Linked DNA regions of Hordeum vulgare: region 1 is linked to region 2. Evidence: chromatin contacts called from public Hi-C data. All regions are on one chromosome and are shown on one strand. Each heading gives the region's core, a stretch centred on a gene start, on an enhancer-like site or on the middle of the called end of the contact. The rest is flanking DNA. Distances are from core to core; before and after follow the strand shown.

The links. A called contact is a pair of places that touch in the nucleus more often than the background predicts.
Region 1: a Hi-C map of an unstated tissue shows a contact between it and region 2, with 6 times the contacts expected there. The contact joins the promoter of LOC123401257 here to the promoter of LOC123401242 in region 2. A contact is called at or near these places in 2 of 6 Hi-C or Micro-C datasets (seedling and an unstated tissue).

The regions. Positions count from the first base shown.
Region 1 is chr6H:560,483,688-560,490,469 of MorexV3_pseudomolecules_assembly, forward strand. It overlaps LOC123401257, which reads left to right and starts at 1,695. Exons shown (of 2, transcript XM_045095005.1): 1 at 1,695-1,834; 2 at 2,342-3,962. The coding sequence starts at 2,364. The coding sequence ends at 3,509. It overlaps LOC123404807 (aspartyl protease family protein At5g10770-like), which reads right to left. Exons shown (of 2, transcript XM_045098755.1): 2 at 5,301-6,556. The coding sequence ends at 5,301.
Region 2 is chr6H:560,234,010-560,240,913 of MorexV3_pseudomolecules_assembly, forward strand. It overlaps LOC123401242 (zinc finger CCCH domain-containing protein 19-like), which reads left to right and starts at 2,577. Exons shown (of 3, transcript XM_045094992.1): 1 at 2,577-2,795; 2 at 3,639-3,749; 3 at 4,069-6,160. The coding sequence starts at 2,670. The coding sequence ends at 5,775.

The DNA.
Region 1 (6,782 bases), core at 445-2,944, 250 kb after region 2:
TGACCAAACCAAATTTGGACCGGTCGACCGACGCCTAGCACTACCCTAAAGTTAAACGTTGTATATTAGATCTATATACCAAGTTTTTGCTTGATGGGATCTGAGTTGTTGGCTATCTGAACCCGCAAGTGTCGTTCGTCAACTTCAGTATTGGAGAAGACAGGCTGCTTCAGCTTCAATAGTGGTGCCGACACCTCTCTCCTACTCCCTCTCCCGGCATGCTGATGGTTCCATTGAGTGCTACAAGGCACAGTTGTTGGCCAAAGGGTTTAAACAACGGTATGGTCTTGATTATGAGGATACTTTCAGCCCAGTTGTTAAACCTGCCACTATTCATCTGATTCTGTCCTTGGCTGTTGCCGAGGGGTGGTCTCTGTGCCAGCTTGATGTTCAGAATGCTTTTGTTCATGGGGTCTTGGAGGAAAAAGTTTAGATGCGGCAACCTCCAGGTTTTGTTGATCCAGCTCATCCACATGATTTGTGTCGTCTTGCTAAGGAGCTTTATGGGCTCAAGCAGGCTGTGCATGGCATGGTCGACTGGGTGCGGTTCTTTGACACCTTGGGTTTACTCTGTCCACTGCTGACATGTCTCTGTTCCTGTTTCATCGTCCTGAGGTGACTATGTACCTGCTGGTTTATGTTGATGACATTATTCTTATCAGCTCGTTCGTGTCTGTTGCGGATCGTCTACTATCTGCTCTTGGTTGTCACTTTGCTGTCAAGGATCTGGGGGCTCTCCATGACTTTCTTGGCTTGGAGGTTTCACGGTCTTCTGCTAGCCCGACTCTCACTCAGCAGAAGTACTCTTTGGACCTGCTACGCCATGCAGGTATGTTGCATTGCAAGCATGCTACCACCCCTATGTCTGCAACAGATCGGTTATCTGCCTTGGATGGTGACTTGCTCCCTTCAGATGATGCTACTGAGTATCGAAGTGTTGTTGGAGCTTTGCAGTACTTGACCATTACACGGCCTGACATCTCCTATGCGGTTAACCGCGTGTGCCAGTATCTTCATGCTCCTCGGACTTCACACTGGTCAGCTATGAAGCGTATCTTGCATTATCTCTCTCATACCGTCTCCTATGGCTTGCATATTCGGTTTACCTCTTCGTCTGCCCTCTCGGCCTTCTCTGATGTTGATTGGGTTGGGAACCCGGATGACCGATGATCAACGGGGGGCTATGCTGTGTTTTATGGGGATAACTTGATCGCTTGGAGTACGCGCAAGCAGGCCACAATATCTCGGTGTAGCACTGAAGGAGAGTACAAGGCGGTTGCCAATGCCACGACTGAGCTCATTTGGCTACAGTCTCTCTTGAGAGGGTTAGGTATCTCTCAACAGCAGCCACCCGTTCTTTGATGCGACATATCTTTCATGTAATTCAGTTTTTCATGCTCGTACCAAGCACGTTGAAGTTGACTATCACTTTGTAAGGAAACGCGTTGCACGAAAGCTTCTTCATATTAAGTTCATCTCTTCAAAGGATCAACCTGCTCACATCTTCACAAAGCCGCTTTCACAACAGCAATCTTAACTTGCTTTGTATTTCAGGACATAGTTAAGATTGAGGGAGGATGTTATACTAAAGTTAAAGGTTGTATATATTAGATCTATGTACCAAGTTTTTGGTTGATGGGATCTGAGCCGTCGGTTATCTGAACCCGCAAGTGTCCTTCTTCAGCTTCAGGATTGGAGAAGACACCTCTCTCCCTCTCCCTCTCCCGGCCAAGAAGAGGAGCAGATCCCGGCGAGGCGCCGCCGCCGGAGAAGACGGCCGCAACAGCCGGCGACCGCATCGGCGTCGCCGTCCCATTCCCCGTCCGTCCACAAGGTACGACATCCCCTCCCCCGCCGGTGGACCAAACCCTAGCTATCTTGGTCAGTCCGTCCCTTATTTCTCATCTCCGTGAATCGATTTGGAACGACCAAACCCTAGCTATTTTGGGTCAGTCCGTCCCTTATTTCTCATCTCCGTGAATCGATTTGGAACGGTGGTTGTGGCAATCCTGGATGGATGAATTGGCTCGGATTCAGTCCATGTTTGGCAAACTGAAACTGAAAGAAATGGCCTGATTATCTTAAGCTGCAAGAAATAAGAATGCATCTGAACAACATTTCAACGCATCCTGGCTAGGGATCTGCACTTGTCGCTTTTATTCTAGCATCCGTTGACTGATTATCTTATTATTATGTTCCGAATGAATGTACACCTGATCTTCACAAATAAACAAAATCGTTGCTACTCCATATATTTACCTTACCAATAGAATATCATCTGCTTATCCATGGTTCTATTTAATATGCCTGCCTTGATTTTTTTTTTCTTTGCTGCTTGCAGAGATTGGCATCAGCAGCACATCATGCAGAGCCCCAACAAACGGTCTGCTGTCTCTCTCCCTTGCCCCCCTGCCTTTTCCGGACCCCAAGGCTGGGCTGACCTCCCGGACGGCTTGCTTCACTCCATTGTTGCTCGGCTTGCATCCTTCCGAGACATTCTTGGCTTTGCTGCAACATGCCCCTCCTGGCGCGCTGCCTTCTCCTCGTACCCATCCAAAACTATGCTCCGCACAAAATTGCCACCTCTCCTCGTCCAGCCCCATGCTCGTGTACAAGGTCCTCTTCTTCCTGCTACCAATGGTTGCCATCAGCTTTACACATGTGTGGTTATCGATCCAGCCAACCCAAACACCTCCCTTCGCTGCCAGATTCCTGTAGACACCATAGAAAACAAGATGGCATTGATTGGCTCCTCCTATGGTAATGTCATCTACTTCTCCTACGGATGTTGTTACATCTTTGATGTGTTCACCGGTGCCGAGGTTTCGACTCCAAGTCTCCCATGCGGTGCCAAATGCTGGTCATCCATGTTGAAGGGCACTCTAACAGCCCCCCTTGCATCACCCAACTCACATCTCCTTGTCAGTGCCAAGTCCTCCCTGTTTGTTTTGCCTGTTGGAAATGACTCTTGGTCCGAACTCCAGGCTCCTTATCAGCATCCAACAGACCATTTTGTGGAATTCGATGGTCAGTTCATTGTCTTGGATAGCGTTGGGAGATCCTACGCTCTGCAGCTGGCCCCTCAGCTTGGTCTGCAGGAGATAAAAACCAAGCCTGAGGATGGAAGGCCGACGCGAGGAAGGCTGGTGGTTTGTGGTGACATGCTTTTCATGCTCGGCTTAACCAGGCTCCACCGCCTCGACATGTCAACCGAGCCCGCGACGTGGATAGCCGTGGAGAAGCTGGACAATTGGGCACTCTTTGTGGCGGCGGGAGTGATGAGCACGCTGCATTCTTGCATGAGCCCGGGACTATGGGGAGGGAGGAGCAGCATCATGTACGATGCTGGTGCATATCGACCTTGGGCTCTCTATGGGTTGCATGGCGTGCTGGATCCCGTGCAGGATGAACCGCCCAGGGAACCTGGCGTAGAGCACATTCCACCGAAGATGTCATTTTGGCAGTTCTGGCTGTATCCAAGCATGTTCTACTCATCAGATGGCCAATGAATCATCCGTGCCTGCCACTGCCAGCCAACTAAACTAAGTAGAGCTTGCCGCCGCACCAGCTTCATCTGAAATTTCCCTTGGAGATGCAGACAGCAAGCAGAGATTGATCTTCCACTGAGTGTACTTGACCACTTGTGCTTTTTCCTGTGATGGAAGTGGCATCTTCCACCGAGTGTACTTGACCATTTATGCTTTTCTTGTGGTGGCGTTACTGATGTGAGCTTACTAAAATTACCAACTTGTGTTGTTGGTCTCAGTTTTTACCTGTGCTCTCTCTCCCTGTTTCATCAATCTTCCACCAAGGTTTGTGTACTTGGTCATTTGTGCTATTTCTGTCATGTTGAGCGTCTCCCCTGTTTCGGTGAGCGAAAAGCAAGAGAATGTTTGTGCTGCCCTGTCTTGCTCGTCATTGTTTGCTAGCTTTATAAAATGAGTTTGTTGATGTCCCCTTAATCTGAATACCCAAATATATGTTTGGTGGCTTTTCATCAAGGCCTGGTAACTTTAATTGTTACCATTTAGATGCTTGTCCACCGTTGATCTATCAAACTCGTGCTGGGACGAATTGGAGCCGTTGGTTATCTGAATCCTGGACCCAGAGTGTCGTTTTCCAGACCAGACTGCACTCTGCTTCAGCTTCAGTAGTGGACTCGCTGGTGGTCACACCTGGAAGCAGAGCAAAGCCTGGCGATAGAGCAGATCCTCTCCGTTCCCGGCGAGGCGGCGGCGACACAGGTGGAGAAGAAGACGTCCGCGACAGCCGGCGATTGCATCGGCATCACCTGAGTCTCCTTCCTCACCTCACCCCACCCGTGAGGCTCGCTCTCCCTCCCGCCCCTGTGCCGAAACCCTAGCTGGTTCAGCATTATCTTTGTTTTCGTTTTTTTTTTCTTTGGTTTGGATGAATCGCTTCTTGGTTGGATGTTTTAGTGGATTCTGGCGTAAGAAATATAGGGCTAGATTTAGAGTAGATTGAGTGGACTAATCGAGATTTCGACTCAGCTAGCGCTGCGATTTGGGATACTCTACTCTAACCGTTTTGAGCAAATTCGAGCGCCCCCTGCAATGGAATGGAATGCAAGAAAGAAAGAAAATCGCACGCTTTGAAAAACTTGTCAACAACATTTTATTTTTAGTGCAGCCGTGTTATGTCATCGGTTAGAGGGCTAGAGCAGCACTTGTCCATGTGCAGATGTACATATGCATACTGCCCGAGTAAAGTCTAATACTTTTCTTGTTTGAACTACTCCCTCCATCACAGTTTATAAGGCATGCACGTATACCTAAGTCGTCAATTTGACCAACTTAATGAAAGACATATATTATAAAAATTATATCATTAAAAACTTTAATCTTATATACAATATTGATGAGGCGCGCGTCCCAACAAACTTTTCTCTTGGCCCAGTCGAAATACACAACACGCCGGGCCCCACATTTAGCAAATCTTCATTTCATAATATACTAGGGTGGGCTGTTTCTGCAAGCCACGTGAGGCCAGTCGGCGTGTCAGATGGCGACTGGCCGCTAATTTTACATTTGGTTGAAATGCTAGACAGATTTGGGAATTAAAAGAAACAAAAAAGGCTAAAAATAGAAAGGTCTCATAACAAATACTCCCTCCGTCCCAAAAAATTTGTCTTAGATTTGTCTAAATATGAATGTATCTAGTCATGTTATAGTATTTAGATGCATTCATTTCTAGACAAACCTATGACAAGAATTTTGGGACGGAGGGAGTACAAAACATACATTGGATGAAACTGTAGTGTACGGTACTACATATGATTATCAACAACTGTTGGGGACAAAACCGATCTTCTCTGCAGCTACGTTGTATATCACCTCGGTTGACCGCTGCTGCGTATTGCCGATGATGGAGAATGGCGTCGACGCTGGCCGCGTCATGAACGCGAGGCAGCCGATGGTCGGCTCTGGGAAGGTCAAGATCCCGTAGAAGTTGAGGTCGAAAACCGCGCCATCACTGAATATGAGTGACACCGCCGGTATGAAGATTGTACTCTGGCCAGCGAAGTCATAGCACGTGTCGAGGTTCTCTTGCGGCGGCGCTGTTTTGCTCCCCTGCATCGTGAACTTGAACCGGTCGCGAAGCGCGGTGTATGCCTGCCCAGGTAGGTGCGTAAGGATCGTGCCGGAGTCCAAGATGGTGCCGGTGCTCGTGAATATGGAGGGTGGCACCGGCAGGATGTAACCACCGATGTTGATGGAGACGAGCTCGACGAAGTACAATGACGGGTAACTAGACTTCTGTATCATCGCCGTATACTGGACATGGCCGGAGATCGGCGTCGAGCCAATGCTGAGGTACCCAGTCGTGCTGTTGTCAGACGGCAGACAGTAGGAGAAGGTTCCGCCGAATGAATGATCCGCCATCGCATGTGAAGACAGTGAGAGTTGGCCACGGCCAAGGCCGAGCAGCCCGTCGACGTAGCCGAACTTACCCAGGTTTTGCTGGCCGCATCCGAACGGGATGCCGGAGAGCTTGCTTGAGGAAGAGAGCGTCAACGTCTCCTGTGAGAGGACGCCAGATGTTTTCCACTCCGACGAGCCGTCGACATAGTCTTCGGAGTATAGGCAGGTGGTGCCGTTGCACTTGCTGCCGGCGAGTGAGCATATCGGTTGGGCGCAAGGCACGACAGCGTAGGTGGTGGATCTGGCGGGGTCAAAGACGGGGTCGCGCTGCGGATGGCAGTAGCCGGAGCACGGCTGGCACTGGATCCACGACATGTCGCTGCCTGTGTCAAACATCACGGAAGATGGCTGAGTCGGCGTTCCAAAGCCGACAACGACGACGAACTCCGGCGAGTCGAGGAAATCCCCTGAGCGGTCCGGGATGGTGACGGATGGTGCCTCTGCTGGTGCTGGAATGGGCGGTGGCACGGGGACGCTCGACCTCTGGAGTAGGGTGGTCAGCCGGGCTCTGTCGTGGCCATGGACGTCGCGCCTCGTCTTCTTTGTCCCGCCGCAATATGGCGGGCAGACGCAGGGATGCTTCCGGATAGGGAGCTTGTTGCCGGAACTTGTGACTGTTTGTCATTTGCATGTAGTTAAGAGAGACACAAGTTAATCAAGCAGCTGCATGAATGGTCAAGGGTTCTTCAATTCGAGACAAGTAAATACTTATCCGTTGTACTATAGTTTTCATAATGTATACGTACTTATCAATTCATTGTGAGAAAACAAAATCATGAATTCGCAGTACATTACATTACACTACTAGGGTAGCCTTGGTTCGAATCGAATTCATTATTT
Region 2 (6,904 bases), core at 1,327-3,826:
TGATTGCTGCGATGTCGGCATGGTGCATGTAGAAATAGAAATAGAATCATGAGAATGATTAACAAGCTACCGCACATGATGATTATACATATGTACATATGTGTGGTGTAGAGTGAGCTTGATGCTAGCGTCCATGTGATATTTTTATAAAGAAAAAATATGTGTTCAACAGTGGCCTTCACGTGGTCCCTCAAACAAAGCTAGATGAAGCAAAAAAAAAAAAAAGAAGGAGCGCACCATGGTTGCATTTTTCTTCTATACATTATCCTACTCTCACTAGTGGGGACATGGCCTATAGTCCCGGCCCGTAAGGGGCTTTAGTCCCGGTTCACCAACCGGGACTAAAGGGGGCGGGACTAAAGGCCTAACCTTTAGTTCCGGCTCTGTTCCAAGCCGGGACTAAAGGTGCTCCACGTGGGCGCCTCGTAGCACCCCAGGGGCAGGCCCTTTAGTCCCGGTTCGTTACACGGACCGGGACTAAAGAGTTTCAGATTTTGTTTATTTTTGGGTTTTTTTGAATGAAATTATTTTTGGGTTTTAGGGTTTTAGGGTTTAGGTGTTCGGAAGATTAACGTGATGCCTCGTTTGGTGTTGTTAGGAAAGTATTGATTTGAAAGAAAAGAGACTATTTGTTTCCTAAAATAAATTGCATTAATTAGATAGATCAGTGAGATTGGATAAGTTAGGAAAGCTAGATCTGTGTTCTTTCGTATGTTAAGAAAGTATTGATTTGAAAGAAAAGAGACTATTTGTTTCCTAAAATAAATTGCATTAATTAGATAGACCAGTGAGATTGGATAAGTTAGGAAAGCTAGATCTGTATTCTTTTGTATGTTTGGAAAATATTAATTTAAAAGAAAAGAGGTTATTTGTTTTCTAAAACAAATTGCATTAATTAGAGAGACCAGTGGGATTGGATAAGTTAGGAAAGCTAGATCTGTGTTCTTTCATATGTTAGGAAAATGTTGATTTGAAAGAAAAAAATATCATTTGTTTTATAAAACAAATTGCATTAATTAGAGAGATCAGTGAGATTTGACAACTTAGAAAAGTGAGATATGTGTTCTTTCATATGTTAGGAAAGTGTTGATTTGAATGAAAAGAGTAGAGAGAAAAATAAACCAATAGAAAAGGAAACCAGCCGGAGGGAATGGTGGGAGGTGGGATGGAAAAAACCAAAAAAAAGGTCGAGTCGGCAAAATCTGGACCCTGTGCGAAACTAAAAATTGAGGCCCTATTTTACCAAAAAATAACGAGCAATTATAATGTATATGTATCTCATAGAAAAAATGTTATAATGTATATAATACAATGTCTTGGATAACAACTGAACATATAAAAAAGTCATACCTATTCGACTCCTGCTTGATATTTATTTGAACATCCACATTCATATCAATTGAAGATCATGTGTCAATGTTTGATAATTAGACGAACCATTTAACTCAGCTACTTTTGGGTCCTGTCCGATCACCTAATTAGACTGGAGTCGGTCACTGATAATCTAATAAGATGACGACGTCAACAAATCTGAAAATTAAGAAAGGAGGTAAGGAGGCGAGGAAGGAACGGCGGCAGGAACGAAGACACAACCGCATGAACCACGAGAAGAAAAGACGAGGACGAGGGACTAGGCGACGAGCCGACAAGAAGAGCGATGATCTAGTACCTATAGCCAACATCACGATCGAGATGGAAACCAGAAACAGCGGGCAGCGACGCAACACTCCTTTTTTACAATATCCGTGCTCTACTGATCCCGATCCGAAAACAACGGAGCCTTCGACCTTTTTCTTTGAGCGAAGCGACATCGACAACCACACAACTATCATCGCTCGACGGCTCGAGCCTCAATGGCCTTGTGCCTTTGACCCTCGTCGGCTCAGGAGCAGCGACCAGCGACCCACTGATCCAGTAATGCGCTATTTTTCTAATATTAAGCCTATCTAATTTTTTGTGCCCCTCCTCCTCCGAATTTTGGGCCCTATGCGAACCGCACAGTTTGCACCACTGTGGGTTCGCTTGGCCCTAAAAAACCCGCTTACGAAAAAAACTTGTGTATCAGGCTACCCAACTTCTTAATTAGGAGTAGAGATGATGCATTTTTAGGGGGTGACGTCACATGTAAAAGAAAGAAACGGCGTCCAGAGTGGCATTGCAATGGTGATGGGATGATTTTGTTTTTGTTTTGACCTTTTATGCTAACAACTTTCGAAATCGACCTTATACTTGAAATAAATAAATAAAACTGGTCTGTTTTGTTGAACCCAACATTCCTGACGTCTGGTTTGCATGAGAGACGGAAAGATTCATGGCGTGTGGTTGTTTTGCCACGTGAGCGAGTCAACGGGTCAGCTGATGGTGTAGGCCCGCTGAAATTTTAGGCATCACCATGGACACTAAAAATAATGTCAGATTTATTTGTTCTTTTGAAAAAAAGGTCGATTCCGGAATTTACTAGCCAAAAGATGAAAACAAAAAATTGTGGATGATGATGCCCAAAAGTGTTGATTCACATGAGATCCTGCCGTCCCGTCTCACAGACCAACAAAGTCAGTGAGCTCAGCTGCTGAGCTTCAGCTTGCCTTCAGCTGTGGTAAATAATAAATCAGGTCCAGGTCCTGCCTCAACCATTCCTCTGCTTCTTCCCTCGACTCGACCTCGCGGCGATGGATTCCGCCGCCGCCGCCGCCCAGTCCCAGGCGACGCACGCGCCGGCCGACGAGGAGGAGGCGCGCCGCCGCCGGGGCACCGACTGCATCTACTACCTCGCATCCCCGTTGACCTGCAACAAGGTACCTCCCGTCCACTCCTTCCTTCCTTCCTTCCCCTCCCATCCGCTCCGCTCAGCCCCCTCCACATCCATACATGGATACATGCATAATTCGCCTCGCCGCGCCGCCCTCCCTCCATCACCTCTCTCCCCGAGCTCGCTCGCGCGCCGCCAATTGGTTGGCTGGCGGTGGGCCGTTGGGTGCGGTCTCGATCTGGGCCGCAGGGCTCTCCTTATCCTACCCTATCCTATCATCCTCTTCCCGCCCGCCCCCCCTCCCTCCTCGCCGATTCGCCCGGCCTACGATTTGGATTTGGTTTTGCCCTTCCGCCCAGCTCGGTGCCGACGGTTTCAGCCGAGATCTGCTGCTTCAACACAAGCTGATGCAGTCACGCCCTTCAATTGCCGCCGCCACAAACTAGGGCTTCCTGGGCATCACTGCACGCTCTCTAAATCTTGCTTAATTTGTACCTAACCTAGTTTTCGCACTCAATACCTCTGTCTGAATCTTGCTTCCGTGGCTATTTCGGCCTCCGTTTATACCTGCATCTTGCTTAATTTCTCTATGCGTTACTCTAGTTATTACTTACTGCACACCGGTGCACCCGCAGAGGTCTACCATTGCTTCTCCATAAACTCTAGTTACTGCCATATAGTCTTCCAACTGTCACACCAACATACTCTCGGCTTGCCCAAATACCAACGCGGCCAACTATAATGCCTTGGTTTTTAACTTTGAGGAGCGTAAATAAATCTCGAGTTGGGTCACCATGATTGTTATCGCTGCGTATTTCAGCACAATGGTAAACCTAACCAGCATATGATTTGCACTGCTGACACGTTGTTGTTTTTTTACTTCGTCCAGGGGAGCGAGTGCGAGTACCGTCACAGCGACGCTGCCAGGGTGAATCCCAGGGACTGCTGGTATTGGTTCAACGGCAACTGCGCGAATGCTAAATGTTCATTCAGGCACCCGGTACGTACAGCCTCCTCTGTTCCATCTCTTCAGTCAGAGCTGCAGCACTTCTAGTCACTTTGTTTACTACCCCCTCCTTCCGGAATTACTTGTCATAGAAATGGATGTCTCTAGACATATTTTAGTGATAAGTAATTCCGGACGGAGGGAGTACTTCAGTTAAACAAATCAACGCTGTATGCTATGAAATGTTTGTATAATTTACTTTCTTCTGGCCGGCAACGGTTGCTCTGCACAAACACATAGTGACCATTTACCCGGATGCACGGGCAGCTACGACTAATAATTAACGAGCGAGTGTGCTTTCTTTTCATTTCAGCCGCTGGACGACATGCTCGGAGCACCGGCGACTCCGCGGGCACCTCAACAACCTGCGCCGCAGGTTCCTGTGCCTGCTAAAGCCGTTCCGCCCAATGGCACGGCCAAGCCAGTTGTCCCGTGTTACTACTTTCAGAAAGGCATGTGTGCAAAAGGAAACCTCTGCACATTCTCACACGGGCCGCAGTTTGCTGGAAACCCTGCTTTGCAGCTGAAGAACTCCAACTCATGGACGAAGGCGAACAATTCACCCCAGCAGAGTACCACTCCCGTCGTACATGGCGAGCTTAAAGCCGGTGCTCAGAATGGCAGACCAGCTCAGAAGCAAAATCCGACAAACAGGGCTTATCATTCGTCAGGAATTTACCAGAATCAGAATAATAACCCTTATGTGCTTTCGGGTGCGGCAAAGAGTTACCAGCCTCACCGATCGGTTGAAGCCGAGTCTGCTGAGAATGTTATGGAGACGGGTGAGTTTGTCAGGGAGCCTTCTGCTGGTTCCAGTGTGCTTGCCGGCAGTGCCGAGGACGACGCCGAACGGTCGATCAAGGAAGGCCACAATAGTAGTTACCGGCGTGCCAGCGGGGAGCAGAACAGTGGGGTGCGTAGGCAAGCACATGGTGGCTATGAACTAGAAAGGTCATCACACAGAAGCTCATCTGACAGGTTGGTCTCAGAGAGAAGGCTTACACAGAGAGACTCGATGCCTGTGACTGCAGAAAGTTCAGACTTGCGCCACAGGCTACTGAAGCAAAGAAGGCTGAATGATTCGAGATCGACGGAGGTCCCCGATAGGCGGGATAGAAGGTATCCTGAGGATGAACGCGACAGCCATCTCCGCCGTCGAGGAGAAGAACGAACTGCCCACGACAGCCTCTCACGCTCTCGGTTGCATGGTCGGATAAAACTTCCAGGGGAGACATCACTGGACAGACTTGGCCCACACCCACACCTAGAGAAAGAGAGAGGGCATAGAGACAGATTGTCTCCACCAAAGCAAACGGACCTTCGAGCAAAGCTTCACGATAGGCTAAAGGCTAGATCAAATGAGGATGTTCCTGGTAATCTGAAGAGTTCAGTGGTAAAAGCAATCAGCGGTGAGGATGCTGGAGTGGTGAACTTTTCTGGTCCAAAGAGCCTCGCAGAGTTGAGAGCAAAGAAGGTTGCTTACAGTTCAGGAGAAAACACCGTCAAGAATGCTGACCGCATTGCGCGACCGGCCCGTATGACGTCCGAGATAGTTGCCAAGGACTCACCAGACCCTGTTCCCTTCGACGGCCCGAAGCCATTGAGTGTCATCTTGAAGAGGAAAAGAGAGGCAGCTTCTGCCGATTCTGGCAGCATGCAGGAAGAACAGGTTGCAGGTCAGGTGGAACAGTCCCTGAACAATTCTGGAATCCTCGATACAAACACCGAGGATGTTGAAGAAGAAGAAGAGTTCCACCCAGAAGACGATGTGATGTACGACGACGATGGTCTGTCTCCTGCTGATGACAACACTGCAGAAGCTGCAGGCGATGCAGACAAAGAAGAGCTAGAGGAGGGGCAGCAGGAAGACCTAGAGACAGCAGCAGAAGAAGAATACGACTACGAGGCGGCTGACGACGCAAATGCCGAGGGTGAAAACGACTACCAGGAGTACGAAGACGACGATGATCTGGAGGACGACGATGATTTCGCGCGCAAGGTTGGCGTGCTGATCTCTTAGTGTGCTATAAGCAGGGTGTGCACACCCTCATAGATTGAAGCAAAGAGGAGGAGCTACTGGTTGGCTCCTCTGAAAAATCTTGATCCGTATTTTTTTCGCGCTAGATACTTTTTAGTTCGCCGCGCCGAAGACTTGGGCTAATAAAGTCTGGAGAAAGATGAAATTGGGGATAAAGTTAGGTCATGGGGAGTTGGGGGAGGGCCTGTTTTTCTGCCAGTGGAAGATGAGGCAGCTACCTGTTGTTGTATTCTAGTGTATGTGTGTGTGCGCTCAGTCCCTGCTTGTGTTGTTGTAACATTATTATTATTAACTGATGATGAACAAACAGATCACAGATTGTACCTCTATTTTGTATTCTTTAGTGCATAAGATGGTTACAGGCCAATTCAATTCTATATTTTTCTTATGGTATAGAACATACATCGCCTCCATTTGGCTGCAATATTTGTATTTCGATATGTTTTCTTTTAATATCTGGTCATTCTCAAGTTGGGGCTGTATGCAAATTAAGAGAACCATTTTAATCTGAACCAGATACCATATTTTTCTAGGAAACATGACACAACTGGTGCCTTTTCACCTGTGAAGGCCACTTAATCCAAGGATCGATATGATACATTGTGCATGACTTTCCACAGTTTATACAAACATCACACTGTCATAATAACATGACATGTTCCAAGGATCCGATCAGACTGAACCGAATCAATCACCGGTCACTCCAGCCACCGCTTGGTGCGGCGCGCTCTGATCTCACATGACTTGGACTGAACTGCACTGAAGAAACAGAGCATGCAGTTTCAGTATCTGAGGTGTACCTCAAACCTGGCTTCAGTCCTCACAGAGCAAAGATCAGCCATGGCATTGCACAAGGATACCCAAGTTTCTTTAGCGAAAAGAAGAGTGCTCAATGTATTCTCAATCGTCTTCAATATCATCAACTTGAGTCAATTATCAGCTCACAAATCATGGTACATTACAATGAGCAATTTTAACATGGTCCCTCTTACCCCCTCTTTTCACATTCTTTTAGAAAAGGAGGATGACCCTCGGCCTCTGCATCTGGAAGATGCATGCGGCCATTTTATTGAACCCCCTCTTTCCACATGGGAGGTAAGAAGGTAAGAGT